Linked DNA regions of Strix aluco: region 2 is linked to region 1. The links are chromatin contacts, called in public Hi-C maps. All regions are on one chromosome and are shown on one strand. Each heading gives the region's core, a stretch centred on a gene start, on an enhancer-like site or on the middle of the called end of the contact. The rest is flanking DNA. Distances are from core to core; before and after follow the strand shown. Region 1 holds the start of TRAF7 (TNF receptor associated factor 7). Region 2 holds the start of TBL3 (transducin beta like 3).

Evidence for each region. A called contact is a pair of places that touch in the nucleus more often than the background predicts.
Region 2: a Hi-C map of brain shows a contact between it and region 1, with 5 times the contacts expected there. The contact joins the promoter of TBL3 here to the promoter of TRAF7 in region 1. A contact is called at or near these places in 2 of 2 Hi-C or Micro-C datasets (brain and heart).

Annotation. Positions count from the first base shown.
Region 1 is chr15:5,912,800-5,918,625 of bStrAlu1.hap1, forward strand. It overlaps TRAF7 (TNF receptor associated factor 7), which reads right to left and starts at 2,175. Exons shown (of 20, transcript XM_074841466.1): 1 at 2,043-2,175. It overlaps LOC141930298 (a long non-coding RNA gene), which reads left to right and starts at 2,335. Exons shown (of 2, transcript XR_012625254.1): 1 at 2,335-2,560; 2 at 2,761-3,397. LOC141930558 (small nucleolar RNA SNORD60) reads left to right here and starts at 2,603; the gene lies at 2,603-2,692. RAB26 (RAB26, member RAS oncogene family) reads right to left here. Exons shown (of 9, transcript XM_074841154.1): 9 at 3,702-5,826.
Region 2 is chr15:6,247,579-6,253,404 of bStrAlu1.hap1, forward strand. It overlaps TBL3 (transducin beta like 3), which reads right to left and starts at 3,742. Exons shown (of 22, transcript XM_074840968.1): 1 at 3,648-3,742; 2 at 3,440-3,491; 3 at 3,258-3,350; 4 at 2,944-2,991; 5 at 2,526-2,667; 6 at 1,916-2,000; 7 at 1,283-1,450; 8 at 879-954; 9 at 367-463. The coding sequence starts at 3,691. It overlaps LOC141930162 (a long non-coding RNA gene), which reads right to left and starts at 5,047. Exons shown (of 2, transcript XR_012625218.1): 1 at 4,666-5,047; 2 at 4,062-4,266. It overlaps LOC141930559 (small nucleolar RNA ACA64), which reads right to left and starts at 4,469; the gene lies at 4,345-4,469. RPS2 (ribosomal protein S2) reads left to right here and starts at 5,048. Exons shown (of 7, transcript XM_074840593.1): 1 at 5,048-5,234; 2 at 5,430-5,519. The coding sequence starts at 5,079.

The sequences.
Region 1 (5,826 bases), core at 925-3,424:
TGTGGTGCTTCACGAGTGGCTTAAGGTCACCTAAGGCTGTGCTGCCACAGGAACGGGCAATTGTGGGCCCAGCCCCACCACTCTCATGCTGCCAAGTGGCTGGTATCACCATGCAATCCCTCAGGGCAGGGAATGAAACTGCCTGAAAACTATGGATTTGTTTGTTTGTTTGTTTTCCCTTGGGTTCAAGCAACATCATGAAAATTCATGTTTGGGTGTTATCAGTGAAGGTACCTGCATTCCCTGACTGAATGTTCTGGTCACTCTGATTCAGCTTAGGCTTCTCACTGCTGCTTGGTAAAATTTAACCTCCTTCATGGTGAAACGTCCCTTTCTGCAGGGCAGTTTCACCTGCAAGTGACCTGCTGCTGCACACTGCAGAAAACTGAACCACAAAGCTGGAGCTTTCTGGCTGGATTTACCCTGTCCCTCCTCAGTGCCCAGGGTGGGGGACCCCACGACTTGGAGGGGGACCTGGCAGACCACAGACAGTTCCCTGCTCCTACAGTGTCCCACATGATGCTTAGGAAATCCAGAAACTCTTTCACCTCCCATGCCCCAGGCGTGCAATGAGGACAGCACCGGCTGTTCCCTTGCCCCTTGTCGACGGTGACAGCCAGGTCTCATGGCCAGTAAATGTCTGTACAGCACTTCACACCATGAAGCCCCAGTTTTTGGTGGTGCACTGGGTTATCTTTCTGTGAACCACCTCCCCTCCTCGCACAGCTCCCAGGGAGCCACGTAAAGGCTGTCATGGAAGTGGTTGACTTTCTCATGCCATTTTCCCTCAGCAAGGGCTTTCTGGAATCGTCCTTCACTCACGCAGCTCGCTCCCTGAAAACCCAACAACGTCGTTGTGGCCATAAGCAAGAGTCACTGACAAACACTCGAAGCCAAAATGCAACAGCTGCTGAAGAGGAGCACTAAGTGCTTCGGACAAACTGAAAAGAATACATCGCTGGGGTGAAAATGCACAAAATTAAAGTGCTGAGATTGAAATAAGGCATTTGGCAACATTGTCAAAGTTGAAAAATAAGTGTTAGACCAGAGTTCTCCACAATACAGCTACCCCCGGGGGGTACAATAGCCTGGACCTGACTTGCTATGTACATATCAAACCCAGCTAACTTATGTACCAGCTTTCTTCTCACACTCATCGGCCCCCAGCAGAGCCCATCTGAGCCGTTGTCTTTCATACCAACAGAGCTCAAAAGCAAGCTGAACTGAAAGAACGCCCTCGCTTCTGGCTTTCACGCAACACAACAGGATCATCGGGTCACAGTCGCGGATCAAACAGGAGAAAAGTGTTTGACAGCAAGTCTGTCAGAGAACAGCAGCTGCGAGCTGGCAGTAGAATAAGGCAGAACTAAACAGCATGTTTGAAATGAGAAGACGGTCACGCATTGCCTGCTGAGATGTGCAATTGTCTTGGGGCAGTTACGGAGATCTACCACCAAATATCCTAAATTGCGTAAGTTGTGAAACCAAAGCACAGGGAAATGAGGTTACTGGGAGATCAAGAGAGAACCATGAGCAACACGTGCCCTAAGTCAGACAAGTAATGGAGCAGAAAAAGACAAAATTAAGCACGCCCCGCTAGAAACAGCAAAAGGAAAGCAGCTGGGGCAAAGAAAGCAGGACTGGGACAGGATTCACCGAAGACCGCACAACACCGGCGGGGATACGCGAGCTCCTCTGCACACCTGAAAAATCACGCCGGGCCCTGCACAGAGTTTAAAAACCACCACACAAACCGCCCAAGGGAGGGGAACGAGGCGGCAGAAGCCACCGCAGCGCTGCCAGGCGGGCGGCAGCCCCCGGAGCTGCTCCGAGCAGCCCTGCAGCTGCCGCAGCCACCTCCCTAGAACGGGACCCCCTCACCCGGGCCACCGCGCAGCCCCTCCGCGGGCTGTCCGGCGCCCCCAGCCCTCACCCTCCCGCCCAGCGCGGCCCTTCCCCTCACAGAGCCCCCTCAGCGCCGGGCCCGGCCGGCTCCCCTCATCCGCGGGGCTCCCCTCAACCCGGCCCAGCCCCGCTCGTACCTGGCAGCAGCGGCGGCGGCCGGAGCGCCGGTGCCCGGCCCCGGCACATCGCGACCCCGGGCCTGCTCCCCCCTGGTCTAGCGGCCCCGCTGCCGCCCGGGCCAGAAGCCCCGCACCCGGCGTTCCCCGGGACTTGTAGTCCGGCGTGTCGCCTTCCGCCCGCTCCTCGCCCGGGTCTCCGTGACGTTAGGACTACAACTCCCAGCATCCCCCGCGGCTGAGCGCTGATTGGCTCTTTCCCAGTCACTCTATGTTACAACCACTGTTGCTACTGGCTCGGCGCGGCCTCCTCCAGGAACCAATCAGACGGCGGCAGACCACCGCCTCGGGCCACGCTGCGCCGCGCCGCGCCATTGGAGCGAGGAAGGGAGGTGACCAATGAGCGCAAGGGGAGGCGGGAGAGCGATCACGCCAACGGCTCGCGACTGGCCATCTCCTCACGCAGCCTGACCAATAGCGACCTGGGGGAAGTTATAAAGGCTGCAGCGGGGGAGGCGCCTGTCCTTTCCCGCCCAGAGGTGAGGGGGAGCGGGTGGCGGCGGGGCCGGTAACGGGGGGCGGGCCGGTGATGATCTTATCTACCTTTCTGACACCTCGTCTGAGGGCGGTGGGTGGCCGCGGCCCCTGCTGACGATCCCCGGCTGAGGCCCGAGGGAGCCGCGGCGGGGCCGGGCGCGGCGGTGCGGCCCGCTCTCACCGCGCTGCCTTCTCTCCTCAGGGCTCGGCGGGAACCGGATCGCACCGGCGAGAACAAGATGGTGGCGGCCTTGAGGGGGTGGTGAGGCGGGGGGGGAGATGAACGGCGGTGTGGGAGGCTTTCCCAGGGCCTGCTTGGGGCGGCCCGGGGACCGGCACCCCCCATGCCCGGAGCCGCCCGCCAGCTCTGCCTGCAGGCGGGGCGGGCAACTCCGGGGGCTTCGGGGAGGTAAAATGCGGCATCGCTTGTTTCTAGCGTACCCTGTGTTCCTGTAAGGTACTGCTGGGATCTGCAGCCGCAGGGGAAGCACGAGTGGGTCGCGGGTGGCTGAAACTGTGGCTGAAACAGCTGCTGTTCAAGGGGTAGCGTAGGCTGCAGGCTCCGGAGCCGAGCAAGCGGTGCAGCTCCGAGTATGACTAAAAAAAGGCGCTCTTAGGGTTGCTGTATCAAACGGGGGAGCTGCTGTTTCTGACGTTGTACAACCTGGGAGTAAGTTTTTAAAACACAAGCAGCAGAACTGCCCAAAGGTGAAGAAATCAAAAGTCATCGACTTTTACTCTACCACATGGGGTAGCTTAAGGTAAACACAGTGGATCTCCATTTGGCTTCTGTATTAGGTCAATTTTATGCCTTACAGATCTAATAAAAGTTTTCAAAAGACTTTTTGCTTCTGTTTTTCACCAATCCCACGGGTAAAGCCACAGACCAACTTCAAACTTTGCATTTGGGCACCCAGCAGACCATTTATACTATTACTATTCACTTTAAGGGAACCAGAGCATCTTAAAACGTGCTGCGGCTTGGCTTAGCCCAGCTCCCTTTTAATTTTTTTCTGGGGGCACTGGAGCACCCAGAGCTGCTAATGGAAGGGTCTAGATGGGTTCAAGAATGGGCTGAACTATGAATAATTAAACAGTGCACGTGTGTATGTTAGATGATCAAAAAAGCCATTGTAGCCACAAAGATTATTAAAAAATTTTTATTAACAGGAATGAAAAGCTGTAAACAAGAGCCAGCAAAAATGAGAAGTTGCATGTAATGCCGAGTCCTCTGGCTTGTTTGAATGCGCTGAACAATTAATTCTTTATCGCTTGGTGGCAGTAAAGGCCCATGTAAGAAGATGCCAAATAACAGTCTGAGGAGGAGCTTTAGGGCGAGGTCAGAGCGCGGGCTTTGGGAGACCAGTCTAGAGGGAACTTGAGACTGGGGGCTGAGTCTGGCTTAAAGTTCAGGTTTAATACCAGAAATGCAGTTGTGATGTCTCTGCTGTAGTAGAGTTGGCTCCCAACAGGCATATCGAAAGTACTCCAAAGGGTAGCATTTACATCTTCCTTATTTAAATTAGTTTTTAAATTGGTTTTGGTCCCACACTGAAGAAGAGTTGGCAGCTGTTTCTTCAAGACAGCGAGATGCAAGGGTGTCCCGCCCTGCCAGGGAGAGGGAAGGCAGCAACCTGATGGGAGTGTTAAGAATATTGCTGCTTATTTTTGCGACTCCCTGTAGCTTCTGGGGCAGCGTGTCCGTGCAGTGACTGGTGCCTCGGGACAGGGGCTGCTGCTGCACCGCTAAGGTCAGGCTTAGAGAAAATAGATCCAAAGTCAGACCTGGGCCCAGGGCAGGTCCTGGAGCTGCCTGACTGCTGTCCCGTGGCTCTGCTGGGCTGGCCCTCCCCTGCACACCTGCGATACCAAAATACTGGTACTTAGGTACTTAGCACACTTAGGGACTGCACAAAATCCCACTTTTCTTTTTTTCTTCACCTCAGCCAGCAAGCGTGTGCTACGCAGCCCAGAAGGAGAAGGGAGGTGGCTCTAAGATAAGCAGCTTCGTGTAGGAGACAAGGTCAGGCAGCAGTCGTGGGAGCACAGTGAAGCTCACCAAAGCAGCGGGAAACAGTGAGTTTTACAGATTCCTCTGTGCTTCTTGACAGTGCCCAAGCAACTTTCAGAGCCTTCCCTGTGTGCTGCTGCTACTTGCAAACAGATTTAAAAGTGTGCTTGTAGCAGGCGTTGCCACCTCTTAGAGCGGGTGAAGGTAAAGAGAGTTGTTGCAGTTATTTCAGAGAAAGTCTTGGATTTTAGGATCCTTGTTCATACTGTTGTGGTGCAATAACAGGTGAGCTGCTCATTTTCCTGTAGCTCTGAGGAGTCCCTGCCTGCCTGAATCCCAGCGGTAGCTGCAGGGGGGTCTTTGTGAAGGGCTGGAGCTAACACCCCCAGCAAAACATGGGGTAGGGGCATCTGAACTAACTGCTGAGAGAGCTGGGGAGCGAAGGATGAGTTATTTTAAACGGTCAATTTAGGGCAGTGCGGGGAAGTTCAGTGTAGCGGGCACCTGGAATTTTCAAATTAGAAAACTGCCAAAGGCCAAACACTTGATCCAGAATCAAATTTGTACTTAGAAGTGCAGCTTGTTTTAAAAAAAAAAAAAAAAAAACAAAGCCAAATGCCTGACACAGACCAAAGGGGTGAGGAGTCCATTGAACAGAGCTGGCAGGAGAGTCTGAAACCTGTAAAATCAATGCCTACAGCATTCCCCCCAGCTTTCTTCAGTTAAAAGAAAGAGCTGTCCCAAGAGAACTTTGAAGATATCAAAGCACTGTTGCAGTCTAAAAACGCTATCATCACACTTACATGAAGGTATTTAGAATAAGCTGCAATACATCAGATTTTTTTCTGAATTAAAGTACCAGAAACGGCAGAAGTAAGAGAACCAAAGCCTTTACCGAACAGATGAACATTCAGGAAATCTTTGTACAACAGAAGGTTAGCAGGAGCTTACTCAGACCGACAGCTAAGCTCTTGTCTTCTGAGGGGAAGAGGAGAAACCCTCATCGGGGAGGTGTGTCACACCACATGAAAGATGGACAGACAGAAGTAAGCAACTACAAAACTGGTTGCCTTGAAAACAAGTCTTCCTTGTGTGCCCCAGGCTCTGAATTCCAGGTACGCGGGAAAGAAAAGGGAATTTGGGGCTTTTTCCTACCCAGATATTTGGTGGGGAGAAGCGTTCATTGCCCTTAATCACACTGTAATTCTTACTAACGTTAAAGAAGCCTCATAATGCTCCTGGCTGGAATGGTGGAAA
Region 2 (5,826 bases), core at 2,492-4,991, 340 kb after region 1:
ACAAAAATGATGAGATAAATTATCTGTCAGAGCCACTGTTTCAGACAGTGATTGTGCAAAGAGTATAAAACAAACCCTGGCCTTGCCCACTAGAAAAAGCTACGCAGCCTTACGGCAGGACTGCGAAGACATCCAATCACAGTGGCACGAAGGGCCACAAAATCTTTCTTCTTCACTCCAAATCAAAACTTTACTGCAGTTTGAAAACATATAGAGTTAAAGCTCCACAGCATGCCTGATCAACCCTGCTCATCCACTGCTGTCGGAGGAACAACTCAGGAGGCGGCTCTGCCCTCCAGCCCTCTGTTCAGCCCGATAATTCTGCCACACACAGAACACACATCCCAGGAATGCAGCAACACTCACCTTTGCTGCCAGCTGTGACAAAGTGCAACCCTTGTTTCTTCACACCCAGCTGAGAGAAATCTCCTTTTTCAGGCAACAAGACAGCAGCTTCCACGCTCTGGAAGAGAGTTGGCCAACCACCAGCTGAGCACAAGGGACCGGAGTCCCGTTTCAGCAACCAGAGCTGTGCAACAACTTGCTAGAGCTGACAGACACCCCCTCACGCTCCTCTGCCTCAGGCTGTGGGGCTGCCCAGGACAGGCAGGCAGATGCAGTGAGAGAACAGAGCTTTTACACGACTGCCTTTCCCTCTTCCTCCAGCACTGGAGGCAGCAGTGGCAGATATTTCCTTAAACTGCCCAGACACAACCACACCAGGCAAGTAGAGAAAGAAAAGAAACAGCTCTGGAAAGCACAAGGGAGAGAAACTTGATTTCACAATATATAGGAACCTAAAGAGGGAGAAGTACTGTAGGACCATGACCTAGAAAACTACAAAGGATCTCAAAGGAATAAATGAAATGCAGCTTCACCTCATAGACAGGGACGGTTCGTTTACTTTCTCTGGTTTTCAGGTCCCACACCATGCAGATTTTATCACGGCCAGAACTGCAAGTTAAAAGAGCAGTTTCAGTGCTGAATCCATTCAACTCAGGCTCTGAGAACTCAAGCTGTGAGTGCAAATTTGGAATTGTAGGAGCTCAACATCCCTCTGAAGAGGCCCACGTGAAAGAAAGCACCAGCCTGCCATGTGGCAGCACAGCATATTGCCAGAAACAAGGGTGTTGACACCCTCAGTTACTCAGTTCTATGGTCAGGCAGAAACTGAACACTTGCAGGAGCCCTTCTCCTCACAGGAGGACCTTCCCAGACCCTACAGAAACACCCAGGCTCTGACAGGGTGAACGGGAAAGGCAAAGCCCCTGTAAGGTTTTACCTAATGAGTGTGTTTCCATCTGCAAACGCCAGCGAGGTGACAGCACTGAAGTGGCCATCCAGCATAGCAACACACTTGCTGGAATTCAGGTCCCAGATGCGGATTTTGTAGTCAATTGAGGAGGAGAAGAGTTGCAGCCGGGAGACGTCAGGGTGGAACTCAACAAGGCTAGACAGGAGGAGATGCATTTGAACAGGACAGGAATAAACTATCTGGTGTGCTGGCATTAGCCCAACATTTAAATAAATACACATTCTACGCAAGGAGTTCGACAGATCGACAGGAATTTATAAGAGGACTTTCTTTACAGGATTTCATTCCTCTGCCACCCACCACAAAAATTTACAACTGATCTTTGCCACTCTTTCCACATTCTTGGAGTACAGGAGTTAGCAAGCACAGATATTCCATTTAGATCCCAACAAATTTCTTGACTAAACTATTTCCTCTCTGGGCTAAAGTCAGTCATAGTGCTGCTCCTTCACTAGACATCTGAAAAAGCAGGAAGCAGAAGAGCCCAGAACCTGCCCAGAATGGGCTTTTATACTGCATTAACTCAAGACATTTCACATCAATCCCAGCATCCAAGCACCACACTAATGCCAACAACTGACAAATATGACTCATCCTTACTGTACAACTCCTGAAGATCCTTTTAGATTGTGCGTGCAGTACTGTTTGATCATATCCCAAATCTTAATGGTGCTGTCACAGCCACCTGGGAAAAGAAGGACATATAAAAATGAACTACGAAGGAGACATGCAGGAGGTCCAACGTATCAGCAAGTGTAAAATTTCATGGCTTGCAAAGTCAGCAGAAAGAAAAACGAATCCAATAACAACCACCCGTGCACAGAGAAGTCCATGGAGCACCTTACACTTTCAGAGAGCTGGGCAAAACCTAACTGCTCACAGTCAAACCTGAAGTACAATTAAGCTATAGGTCATGCCTGACCTCCTCCATCTCCGAGAGTCCCTGTTCTACACCGGGATAACTACACCGCACTGCCTCACAGATGCCTGATGTTTATCAGCATTTTACTAAGCTTATTTTAGACAAAACATCGAAAGGATCCTGTGTTGTCTGTCAAAACGCCATTTCTATCTGAGTAAAACGTCTTCTGATGACGTCTGAATTCAGGAGATCACTACCTCAGGCTGCATCCAGGTGAGCCAAATGATTTAAAAGCAGACGGGCCACTCAGTACCATTCCCCTCGCGTGACACTGAAATAGGGCCGTACCTGTGGCTAACAATGTTGAAGTAGAGTCGAAGGCCATGCTAGCCACTGGCGCGATATGCACGGCTTTCCACGTGCGAACACACTTGTTCTCTCGCCAGTTCCACTGCTTCAGCAACAGCGCTCGGCTCCCTGTCACGAGGATCTATGCAAAAGCAAGAAGCGTGATGATTACTAATTATTTCTTTCAGCATCCACAGGCAAAGCACAGAAGTGCCGGTTGCTATGACACTCTTGAAGCTCAGTCTCTCAGCATTCCTCTGTCTGACTCGAGCCCAGAAGGGGAGACAGATGGAAGTGCCTGAGATGACTCCGCAGAGATGTCTGGAAATGCAGAGCGCTTCCAGCAGCCTTCAGTGTCTGCTGGCTTTACCAGGAGGCCTGACAGAGCAGCACAGAAAACCACAAAGCAAACACGTACCTCATCATTGGGGCTGAGAACAAATGAACTGATATCCTCTTCATCGTCCTATAAAAATGAAAAGAAATCCACAGTTGAACCACCCGTGGAGCGCTCTCAGAGCTCCCTCTTGACATGCTTCTGCTGACTCCGAGTGCATCCAGCAGCTTCCAGCTGCGCTCAGGGACAACACAAATAACATCCGTGCCCAGAACCATTCTCATCCTCCCCTCCACTTCTCACTCTTGGGAGCTTTAAGTCAACAGCTAGTGTAAAACGCCCCAAGAGCCCTGGAAAATCCTCATCTCCAGTCGGTGGAGGATGGATCTCCTCACCTGCTGGAGGCTGTGGAGGGCTCCTGTTTCTACATCGATGACATTCAGCTTGGTCCCACAGGGGCAAAACATGAACTTGCCATCTCGGTTTATCTGGAGAAAACGGAATGGAAACCAGGAACGTTAAGGAACCGGTAGACGAGGTATTCCCAAACGTGACCCTCGCTGTCTCAGCACATTACCTGGACTCGCCCTCCTTTGTAGAAAGGTTCGATCTTCCTCGACACGACGTAGCTGGAAGGAAAAGGAGAGAAACGCGCAGATCGGCGGTTAAACAGAAACCGCGGCAGCCTGTTAGCTCCCGGCCATGAAGCCCCCGGGCAGCGCCCGCCACACGCGCCCAGCCCCGGCCATCCCGCCGCCCGGGACCGCCCCCCGGCCGCTCCTCACTTGCTCTTGAAGCGGACGGGGCTGGCGGCGGCCGCCGCCTCCATGGCTGACCCCGCCGCGCTCCGCGTGCCGGCCGCTTCCGGCGCTCCCGGTTGCTACGGGTGAAGGGCGCCACTTCCGGCGCACGCCAGTGACGCACGGCGCCACGCTGCGGAGGGGACGCCACCAGCGCCATCTTTAGTGAGGGCAGGAGGCGGCTCCACCCAATGGCGGCGAATACCCGGTATCCTCGTGCCAGAACGGGGGGGAGCCGGGCCCGGAGCAGCCCCAGCACCGCTCCCCAGTGCTCCAAAGCGTCTTCCAGCGGGGCATTCCCAGCCCACCTCAAGGAAGCGACTTCCCGGCCCCATCCACAGGGAAAAAGTGGGATTTTTAGATCACAGGAACAGCAAATAAGAGACTCGACGAACGAGCTTTCAAGTAATTAGTGTTTTATTGCATATAAAAATACATAACTGAATCTCTTCAAAGCGTTCCAGCTGTGCGTACGCCGGCAGCTCTGGCTCGGGAAGGCAGGACCAAGCTCTGCAGCCCGCGCAGATCAGCCCCAGGCCCAGCAGCACCGGTAGATCCGTCCACCCGGGGAGGCCGGGCACTGCCGGGCCGCGCTCGGCACCTGCTGGCAGAGGGAAAGATGTCTCTGAGGGAGAGCCGGTACCTCACCAGGCGTTAGTCCCCGGAACCTGCTCAGGACAGGGGCTATGGGAACACGGGTTTCATTCCCCACACCGTACCGTGGGCAATAAGCTTAATGTTCCCTATACTGTCGGCACAGTTATCTCACCAGGGGCCACAAGAGACCCCAAGTGATTTTCAGACTGCGCCTAGCGCCCGCAACTAACGCGAAGCGCCTTCCCAAGCCGCTCACCGAGGCCCTCCCCTCCGCACCCCACCCCACAGCGGCTCAGCCAGCACTAGAAAAAACACCCCAACATGCTTGTGGGGTTTTTTTTAAAAAAAAAAAAAAAAAAAAAGGACAAACTTAAGGAGCGCACAAAGCGAAAGACACAACACTCACCTCCCCGCGCTCGCCTCAGACTGAGCGCTACGCGCCTGCGCGACCCCTCGAGACTGAGCTCACACTCATGCGCTAGTGTGGCGCATGCGCACAGCGGACAGCGGCGCTACCCGCCCCACACCCTGTATAAGTAAGCGGAAGGCGCGGCTCTGCCCGGCAGCGTATTCCTCATTCATGGCGCGGGGCCCGCGCCGCCGGTGGTGCTCTCGCGAGATCTCGGCGTGGTATAAATAGCGAGCGGCGGGGCACCGCGGCCTTCTCCGCTGAGAGAGCACGTAAGGGCGGCGGCACGGAGGGAGGGATGGCGGCGAGGCCTGGGCCCATCCGTGCCCATCGGGGCCGTATCGGCCGCCGCGCTGCCCTTTCCTGCCCTTACGGTATCCCGGCTAACGCGTCTTTCTCTGCTTTAGCAAATGGCGGACGACGCCGGTGCTGCGGGAGGTGCAGGAGCGGCCCGAGGGGGCTTCCGCGGCGGCTTCGGGACCGGGCTGCGGGGCCGCGGCCGTGGCCGCGGGAGGGGCCGAGGGAGAGGCCGTGGGGCTCGTGGAGGCAAGGCCGAAGATAAGGAAGTAAGTGGTTCCTGGGGCTGCGTGGGACCGTCCCGGGTGGCGGGAACCACGGCGGAGCTGGGCTCTGCGGGAGCGGCTGAGCGAGGGGCTGTGCCAGCTGCCGTCCTGAAAGCTGGAGCAGAAGGCGAGCCGGTGCCCGTGGGGTGCTGTCAGCGGGTGCTGCCGGTGACCCTTTCCCACGGATTTCTCTTGTAGTGGATTCCTGTCACTAAGCTTGGTCGCCTGGTTAAGGACATGAAGATCAAGTCTCTTGAGGAGATCTACCTCTTCTCACTTCCAATCAAGGTAAACTTCAGTGAACATTGAAGTGATGTGCAGCAGAATCTTTATCTGAACCGCAGAGTTCACAGGAATTGCTGACGCTCAGGTTAAGTACTCGGGTTAAAAACGACAGAAGCTGAGGACCGGTGCGGTCTCTTGCAGTGAAGGGTGGTGGGATTTGTCTGTTGCACTTCTGCCTTGTGAGGAGATGGCAGCACGTTGGCGAAGTGTTTCTGTAATAGTTTTGCTCAGTGATGGAAAAAAAAGAAACTTCAACTTGTGACGTTGGACTACTTAGTAAGCTAGAATAAGTTTATGCATGTAAAATTCA